3 separate regions of the Mus musculus genome follow, and all the other regions are linked to region 2. Evidence: chromatin contacts called from public promoter capture Hi-C data. All regions are on one chromosome and are shown on one strand. Each heading gives the region's core, a stretch centred on a gene start, on an enhancer-like site or on the middle of the called end of the contact. The rest is flanking DNA. Distances are from core to core; before and after follow the strand shown. Region 1 holds the start of Ube2i (ubiquitin-conjugating enzyme E2I). Region 2 holds the start of Rps10 (ribosomal protein S10). Region 3 holds the start of Cramp1l (cramped chromatin regulator homolog 1).

What was found. Promoter capture Hi-C pulls out the DNA fragments that hold promoters and counts their contacts. Capture Hi-C pulls out chosen DNA fragments and counts their contacts.
Region 1: a promoter capture Hi-C map of erythroid cells shows a contact between it and region 2, with 5 times the contacts expected there. The contact joins the promoter of Ube2i here to the promoter of Rps10 in region 2. A contact is called at or near these places in 4 of 39 promoter capture datasets (erythroid cells, liver and pre-B cells) and 1 of 9 other capture datasets (liver).
Region 3: a promoter capture Hi-C map of adipose tissue shows a contact between it and region 2, with 3 times the contacts expected there. The contact joins the promoter of Cramp1l here to the promoter of Rps10 in region 2. A contact is called at or near these places in 2 of 39 promoter capture datasets (liver and pre-B cells) and 1 of 9 other capture datasets (adipose tissue).

What each region holds. Positions count from the first base shown.
Region 1 is chr17:25,272,130-25,274,829 of GRCm38.p6, forward strand. Ube2i (ubiquitin-conjugating enzyme E2I) reads right to left here and starts at 1,302. Exons shown (of 7, transcript NM_001177610.1): 1 at 1,192-1,302. Gm17801 (predicted gene, 17801) reads left to right here and starts at 1,995. Exons shown (of 1, transcript NR_027452.1): 1 at 1,995-2,700.
Region 2 is chr17:27,633,912-27,636,611 of GRCm38.p6, forward strand. It overlaps Rps10 (ribosomal protein S10), which reads right to left and starts at 1,333. Exons shown (of 6, transcript NM_025963.4): 1 at 1,293-1,333; 2 at 415-564; 3 at 161-332. The coding sequence starts at 564. Gm15420 (predicted gene 15420) reads left to right here and starts at 1,333. Exons shown (of 2, transcript NR_167724.1): 1 at 1,333-1,520; 2 at 2,659-2,700.
Region 3 is chr17:25,013,962-25,016,661 of GRCm38.p6, forward strand. It overlaps Cramp1l (cramped chromatin regulator homolog 1), which reads right to left and starts at 1,269. Exons shown (of 21, transcript NM_020608.3): 1 at 1,166-1,269; 2 at 1-64. The coding sequence starts at 63. It overlaps Ift140 (intraflagellar transport 140), which reads left to right and starts at 2,125. Exons shown (of 30, transcript NM_134126.3): 1 at 2,125-2,700.

The DNA of each region.
Region 1 (2,700 bases), core at 52-2,551, 2.4 Mb before region 2:
GAGTTCAAGGTTAGCCTTGGCTACAAGAGATCCTGTCTCAAAAACAGGGAGAAGTGAGAGGTGGCTCTTATCAGAACTCTTAAAGGCCTTTTGCCCCACGGTCGAGGAAAAGGAACCCTAGGAGCACCCTGGCAATGATCTAGGCAGAAACTTGGGGGGCAGTGCTGCTGCTCCCGCAAGCACTCCAAAAGCCACTTAAACACAACTTGCCTTCCCAGGCAAACAGTCACTTCACGAGCTAAAAGTTTTGTGATGCAATGACCAAACTAAACCAAACCAAACCAAAAAACCATTCCCCTCCCCACTACTAGAGACAGGAAGGACATACAGGGATGGGTCTTATGACTCCAGGCTTCCTACAGTGTACAGTATTTGTCTGGCGACACCACCTACTTCAGAGCTACTTACCGGTCAGAGAGCCTGTGCAAGGTTGCTTATCTCCGCCCACCTCGGCAGAGGGAACATGGGTACCAGGCACTACGGCTGGCTTGGATAGGGCGAAGCGGCCTCTTTTACTCGAATGCACACTGTAGGCCCTAAGGATCCTTCAGTAAGTATACCACGCTGTTTGTTAAGTTTCCAGTGGCAGAGACAGCCAGAGGAGGGCAGGACTGCGATCACTCACAGCCTGAATACCTTTAGAAAGAAAACAAACTCCCCTTCGACGCCCGTTTTCTGCTATGCAGGCAGGTAACTAACTCATCCACTAAAACAACAGTTCCTTAAGAATAAAGGAAGGTGGGGCAGAGAATATACACAAGACTCCCCCACAAAAACCCAAGCTACAAGCCTAGCGTCTCGGTAACGAACGAAGCCTTCTGATGTGACTCCGGGTGCTTACAGGCCCCGACACGGCCCAGTACTCACGGCCTTCCGCACTCTCACTCGCCTAACTACGGAGCCCAGCACCGCCCAGAACGCGTCTGGGAGCTACTGGGAAGCTCAGATTATCTGTTGCGGGGTCGGCGGAACTCAGTTCGCCAAGAGTAGGGGGGCAGTGGGCCGTGCTCCCAACCCTGTATTCTCCCGTGGCACAGCGGCTGGGCCCTAGTGCCCCGAAGGCCGAGACTCGGAGGCCGCGAGCGAGAGGAGGCCGCCGTGGCTCCGCTCGGCGCCTCCCGGAAGCTCACTGGGAACGGCGGCGAGTCCGGGCGAAGATGGGAGTGCGTGCGCAGGCCGGTGGCGGCTCACCTGGGCGACCGCGGCCCGGACCGTCGCGGCGGCAGAGGCGGCGGCGCTCCTTTGTCTCGGGACTTCCCTCCGCGCCCGCCGCGCGCAGCACGGAGCGCAGGACCCCAGCGGGCGGGGCGGGGCCTGAGCTGGGCTGCCCGCCACACGCCTGCTCAGCTTACCGTCCCTCCCGTCCGGTGGCCTACGCGTCTACTTAAACACGAGCTTCCCGCAGCCCGCACGCGGCTGCCGCGCCCTCGTTGCCCGCGACCGCCTAAGGAGCCCGAGCCCAGGGCGCCTGTCCAAGCAGGCGGTGCCCTGAACGGCCGCACTCTTAAAGGGGCCGCGTCCTAGGCTCGAGGGAGCGTCTGCAAACTCCTCTTCGGGATGAGCGCGTCCACTCGAGGACACATCAGAGAGTCGTGTGAGGAAAAAGAAGCATAGATTCCCAAGGGTCATCCGGATGCTCAGAGGGCACCTTCCCGGGCACAGGCTCTGGAGGTATCCTTGGGCTCAAGGCCCGAGTCCCGGGAGCAAAGATCACTGAGGCCTAAACATCCTGGGAATCGTCGCAGTACGGTGACGATCCCCGGAACTTAGCGCGCTGTGACACTTTCTGCAATTGGCCAGCTCAGGAACTTGGGCGGGGTGAACCTCGAAACTATCCAATGAACTAGCCTCATACAAAGGGCCAAACGCAAGCAAAACCGACGGGGAGAGAAATGTGGATGCTCCCTAACCTACGAGTTAGCCCCCTAGTGGGGGAGGGGAATGGGCCTGCGCCGTGGGGGAGGGGCAGCACCCGCGGACCCCCCCCCCCGCGCGCGCGCCCCAGGCCTCTTCCCTGTGCCGCACCCCACACCTTAGTTCCACCTGAAACCCCTGTGCGGCTTCTGCTGGCCCCGCTGGACACGCTTTTGTCACGCCGTGGCCTAGTCCAGTTTCCTCGGCCAGTCCTCTGCAACCCAGCTCGGATGCTTCCTCACCGACTCACCGACGGGACGGGTACTTAGAACCGTCGGCTGGCCCCCTGGTGGCCATTCTGGCGCCTGCTCCTTTTTTTTTGGCACGTGCTGGAGGCCTTTCGGGGCCAGTTGCAGCCAACAAGGGCTTCCTGGGAATTTGGACTATGGGTCCAATTGCTGCCAGGGACTCCAGTGTTCATCTGTCAGTATCTCCGTCCATCTACTCACCACTCTCTCCTTCCTTCGTTCTCCTCTTACCTTTTGAGGTTGTTGGGTGCCCCAAAACAGGAACTAAGGTCCCATGCCCCTTGCCCACAATTGTCCAACATTCCCTGGAGCTCACCCTGTTAATTCCTCCTGTTCGTAGCCGTACTGTTTAAGAGTTAAGATCACAGTGAGCACCAGATCCTGAGGGACCTTGGTCTCTCATTGGGGCTGAGTTGTAGACAAGGTCGGCTTAGATACAAGTTCCTGACACACTAGATCTGTACCCCCAACAGATCTGGTTTGGATCCATCCCAGCCTGCAAAACAGCTTCCAAGTCTGGTGGCTCCTGGGCACTTAG
Region 2 (2,700 bases), core at 83-2,582:
GGCTGAGATGGGATCAGAGATTGTTTAAAGTTCCCAGCTATATAAGGACCTCAAGGCCCCTCTGGGTTTCATGAGACCCTATCTCAAAAGCAATTGTGCAACCAATACACCCCCAAAAAACGGTTTCTGAGGCGGCCCTTGGGGCAATCAGAATCAGTACCTTTGGGCCGAGGCCTGCCGGTCTCGGGACGGCTGCGACGCAGGGTGGCGGGCACGATCTCCGGGGGTAGGTGCAGGTAGTCTCGGAGATACTGGATGCCCTCGTTCGTAAGGTACCAGTAGAAATGTCTCCAAGCAAACTGTTCCTTCACGTAGCCTCGAGACTTGAGAGACTGCAGGACATAGACACATGTCAGTCAGCAGCTGGCTCCTCGGGAAGGGCAGACCTATTCCCACCTGTGTCCCTCTCCACACCTGCATGGCCTTCATTACATGAAGGTTGGGCACATTTTTGTCTGCCAGCTCCGGGTGCTTAGGCATGTGGACATCCTTTTTGGCGACCATCACGCCCTCCTTAAAAAGGAGTTCGTAGATGGCAATCCGATTCTTCTTAGGCATCAACATCTGCAAAAAAGACGTGACGGTTTAGCATCATGGCCAGAATCCAAATCACCACTGTCACAGGGTGAAAACGCCAGACAGGCACCATAGGGACCAGGTCCCTCCACCTCCACAGTTTGGAGGAAAGCTACCAGGAAGTTAATGCAATAGGGTCACAAAAGGCACCCATGTATCTGCTGTCACGGCTCTCACAGCCAAGTGACTGGGGGTGGGAGGTAGACACAGAACCTTGTCAACCATACTTGGGGGCCATCAGAACCAGAGGTCGTACCTAGAGCAAAATCGGGGGACTCCTTAAAGAATACAAGGAGGGGCCAGAGAAAGGGCTCCACTTCCTGCGCAGAGGGAGCACTAAAGTAACGGGCTCGGTGCTCCCCTGAAAAGTCCTCCCCAAAGGTAACGCAGAGACCGGAGGGTAGCAGGGAGGAGAGAGGGGGTCTGCCGCGAAAGGGACGCACGCAGGCGGGAGCCGAACCCCTGGCCCGGGCGCTTCCCGCCACACGTGGCCTTCAAACTCCTCTCCTCCACCCGCCGCCATCGGGACGCCGGTCTTCTTCAGTCGACTCTGAGTCGCAGAGCTGCGTCCCCCCACAAAAGCCCTCTGGGCACGGCGCGGCGAGCGGCTGGAAGGGCGAGTACGGCCTTCGCCTCCCCCGGAGGACGCGGGCCCTCAACGGCAGCGCTGCGGCCCGGATGGCGACAGATGGAGCCCGGACGCCGGAGGAACTCACCGCGGCGGCTGCAGGGTCCGAGGCGGAGGCTGGAAAGGAAGGGGCGTGCGCGGCGCAGCGTCTCTTCCGGGCTGCGCGGCTCCGCCTCCCTGCAGGACCCGCGCGCTGCCTGGGGTGCCCTCGGCAGTGCCTGAGGAGTGGGGACGGTGCTAGGACGCATGTGCGAGCCATCCCGCTACGCTTCCCGCCCCCTCCTCCACCCCGCCCCCACCTGGAGATTGCTAGCCCGTGAGTTGTGTCCGGAGCTGGGGTGCAGGCGCTTGGTGCAGAGAGGCCGGTCCGCATTGCCCGGTGGGGATGGAGGCGGAGGGCTAAGAGTTCAGGGATAGATTAGGCCAGCCTGAGCTACCTGAGACCTTGTCCCGGAAGGACAAAAAAAAAAAAAAAAAAAAAAAAAAAAAGCATACATGGCTGGTACACTTTTTACACATTCCAGACTCATTCGCAGGAAGAAACTGACATCCCCATTAACCCTGCTTATACTGGAGTAAATTTTACTTACGCTTCGTAAAGCCTCTCAAATAAGAAATGTTAGTCATGCTGGGCGTGGTGGCGCACGCCTTTGATCCCAGCACTCGGGAGGCAGAGGCAGGCGGATTTCAGAGGCCAGCCTGGTCCCCAAAGTGAGTTCCAGGACAGCCAGGGCTACACAGAGAAACCCTGCCTCGAAAAACAAACAAACAAAAAAAGAAATGTTAGTCATCAGGCAGGGTAGCGTCCAGGCGAGACACATCCAAGTAAGACCCTCCCTAAAAAAAAAAAAAAATAATAATAATAATAATAATAATAAATAATAGTAATTAATTTAAAAGGCAAGGCATGATGTGCAGTACGGATGCAGAGGCAAGCAGATCTCCCTGAGTTCAAGCCCAGCCTGGTGTAAACAGCGAGTTCCAGGCCAGCTAGAGGCACAGTCTCAAAACAAAACCAGCCATGCCCAAAGAAATGCACCCCACCTTGTTGATTTTAATTTCTAGTTCTCCTTTACCTGTCTGACTAAACGGTTTCTTTATTGTGTGTGTTCGCTTATTGCAGACAAGGTTTTGTTCTTGCCTCTGCCTCACAAATGCTGGCATTGCAGGCGTGCACCACCATGCCTGGTTGATGAGCTGTCTTCTCAACACCCCGGCCACAAGCACGAAGCCAGCATCAAATTAACTGACCATGCGTGGTGGCAGCACCGGAGGAGGTGAAGGACTGCCTCACCTCTGGTTGGGAGGACAGCTCCTGAAAATACTCCTTACAGACAATTTGTATTGTGTTGACATTTACTGTCTGTCAATCAACACGAAAGCCAAGGGGAGGAATTTTTCTCCCCTCCCCCGCCCCCATGCTGCTTTAACTTCTGTCTTTCCACCCACCGCAGGTCTACAGTTGTCTGATGGGGGACTGAGATGGGCTGCCACAG
Region 3 (2,700 bases), core at 19-2,518, 2.6 Mb before region 2:
CCGCTTGCCCAGCTTCTTGAGCCCTTCCTCCCCGCTGCCGGCGTCGCCCAACTTCACTGTCATCCTGCGGCGAGAGAGACGAGGAGCGGTGAGGCGGGCGGCAGGCAGAAGTTTACCGCCGGCCTCCCAACATGGCGGCCGTTGTTTGTTCCAGCGCCGCCCGCCGCCCGCCGCCCGCCCGAGGGCCCACAGAGTGCTGAGCCCGACCGGACCGGGACCCCGCCCCGCCCTTGGATGCCCCTAACCCAGGTAGACCAACACAGCCCGGAGCCACGGAAGGCACGGCAGCATGACCTGGCCTCTGCGCTTTGGGTCCCGCAGTACCGCCGTCCCGCCACCACCTAACCCAAGGAGCCGCAGCTCATGGCCCCCAGCTTGATCCCGCCTCGCTCCCCGCACTGCCCGTGCCTCCCCTCTGCTCCCGAGCCACGCGCGATCAAGCCGCGCACCTGCCTATTGCAACGGCCCGCGCTGCCCTCCGAGCCCCTAGTGCTCCATAGGCCAAAACTGCCGCTCCCTCCAAAGCTGGCATGCAAGAGAGAGACTCTGCACTCCGGAAACCTTCCCAGGAGGGAGATGGCCCGACTACACCTCTCATTCAACAAAGCCTGTTGCATAGAACAGGTTAGAGAACACCGGAAAAGTGACAGCAAACACTGTTATGTTCCAGTCGGATCTTAAGAATAGGAACTGAACTATGTAAACAATTCTGGAAACAACAAAATTCTTGCTTTAACTTCTACCACTGTCATAAGATATCGATAAGCAAAATAATAATTATCTGTAGCTAGGAGAAATTATACTCAGAATAAACTAAAGTTCAGGTACATTCCAACATCTTAAGACAGGCTGTGTACATGATGAAGCAGGACAGAGAAACACTCCGTTCTTTAGCAGACGCTAGGTCCAACATAACTGTTGAAAACATTCCACTTAAAAAGAAAAGCAGACAGAGCAAGGTACCAATGATAACAAAGAAACAGACTGAAGGTAAAGACAGAGATGTAAAACTCGAAGTAACACCATAAAATGGTGCTGCCAAAAACGGTGTGCAATTTTCCTGTTTGGCACTGATCTTTCAAATACTACCTTAAGAAAACCCTGGCACAGAACCACACAAGACACAACCCCACGCTAAATGATTTTATGGCACAAGACTTCGAACCTATTCACTTTTAACCCCCTCACCACGGTTCCCAAAACCCTGTCATTGTGCTAGGGAGCGAAACCCATTCCCAGAACCAGCACTGCCAACAGCACCAAGCAAAATGCATCAATCCAACAGGACCCACTCGCCGGCGCGCTGGGCCCTGTCCCCAGGCACATTCCGGTCGTTCCCCAGAGGCGGTGGACTCCATAGGAGTCCGTCACCGAAACCCGTCACTTCCTGACCGTGGGAGGCGCGGGCACTGTGGGCCTCGTCCCGGCTCCACACCCTTTGTCCCATTTCGGGTGGGAGAAGCTCGCACCTTCCTGAGGAGCTGACCGCTGGCTGCACGCGGCGCAGCCCACGAATACCGCGGCCCCTCCGCGGATCCCGAAGGCTCCCAAGTGCAGCCTACGGTCACCTTTTTCATCCACGCTTCCCGGCAGCCTGGCTCCCGGATCCCGGGCCTCCGCAGAACCGACCGGGCCCGGCAGCTCCGGCTGCGGCGAAGCCGCGACGCCGGGCTGGTGGTCAGGTGTCAGGCGCGGTCACCAAGCACTGTTCCCCTTCGCAAGACCTCTCCGTGGACTGGCGCGCGGCTAACAGGGCTGACGGCACCGGTGCAGCCGCCACTCGCCCTCCCACACCCGGGACGCCGCGCTCTAAACAGTTCCGGCTACGGCGGCCGCCGGGGACCTGAAGTCGGCGCCGGAGCGGGGAGGGGCGAACGTCCCGCAAAAAAGACGAGCACGTCCAGCTTTTCTGCGGGCGCGCCCAACCAGCTAGGCTGCCATTGGTCAGCAGGCGTTACGTGCGCGCGCCCGCACGATGTACAGGGGCGGGCCCGCAACGTGGGGCGTGTTGTGACGGCAACCTCGCGCCCTTGCGGATCATGCGTCTTTTCCGATTGGCCAACCGACAGCCAATAGGATCAGCGTGCTGGCTGTGATTGGCTGAGACTATGTTGACGGATGCGTGAGAAGAAATCACCGCCTCAGCGGGGCGTCTTGAAGCGCGCGGGAACTCGGGTGGGGACTTTGCACTTTGAAAACAGGTTTAAGACCATAAATGTATCGTAGCATAGTCCACTAACACTTTTCCTATTCGAAGCGATAAGGAAATGTGTTTTTAAAACTCTAATGCTTATGCATGTGGCGTTTGAAAAAAGTATCCCAGTTTGCAGGAGGTCCCCGCCTCTGGTTATCCCCTTGGCTCATTGGCGTGGACCGTGCTACTGCGCCTGCTCTTCAGCGACACTCGCCGTTGGCTAACACTGGCTAAAGTGCACACGGTCACCCAGGGAACCCTGTGCCTAGCTGCTGCAAGCCTCTGCTGAGTACCGCTTGCAGCGGTCTCTCGAGGCATCAACGCGCCACGCGCCGGGGCGGTGTCCGGTACTCAGAACGTTCCAGAGAAGCTCTCGAGCCGCGCCTCCCCATCCGATGCAATGCAACTAAGCTCCGCGAGGTGCCGACTGATGGCCTGCGTGGGGTAGGCAGGATGAACTCGGGGAGAAAAGTATTAGGAGCCTTGACGCAGCTTGCCCCGAGTAG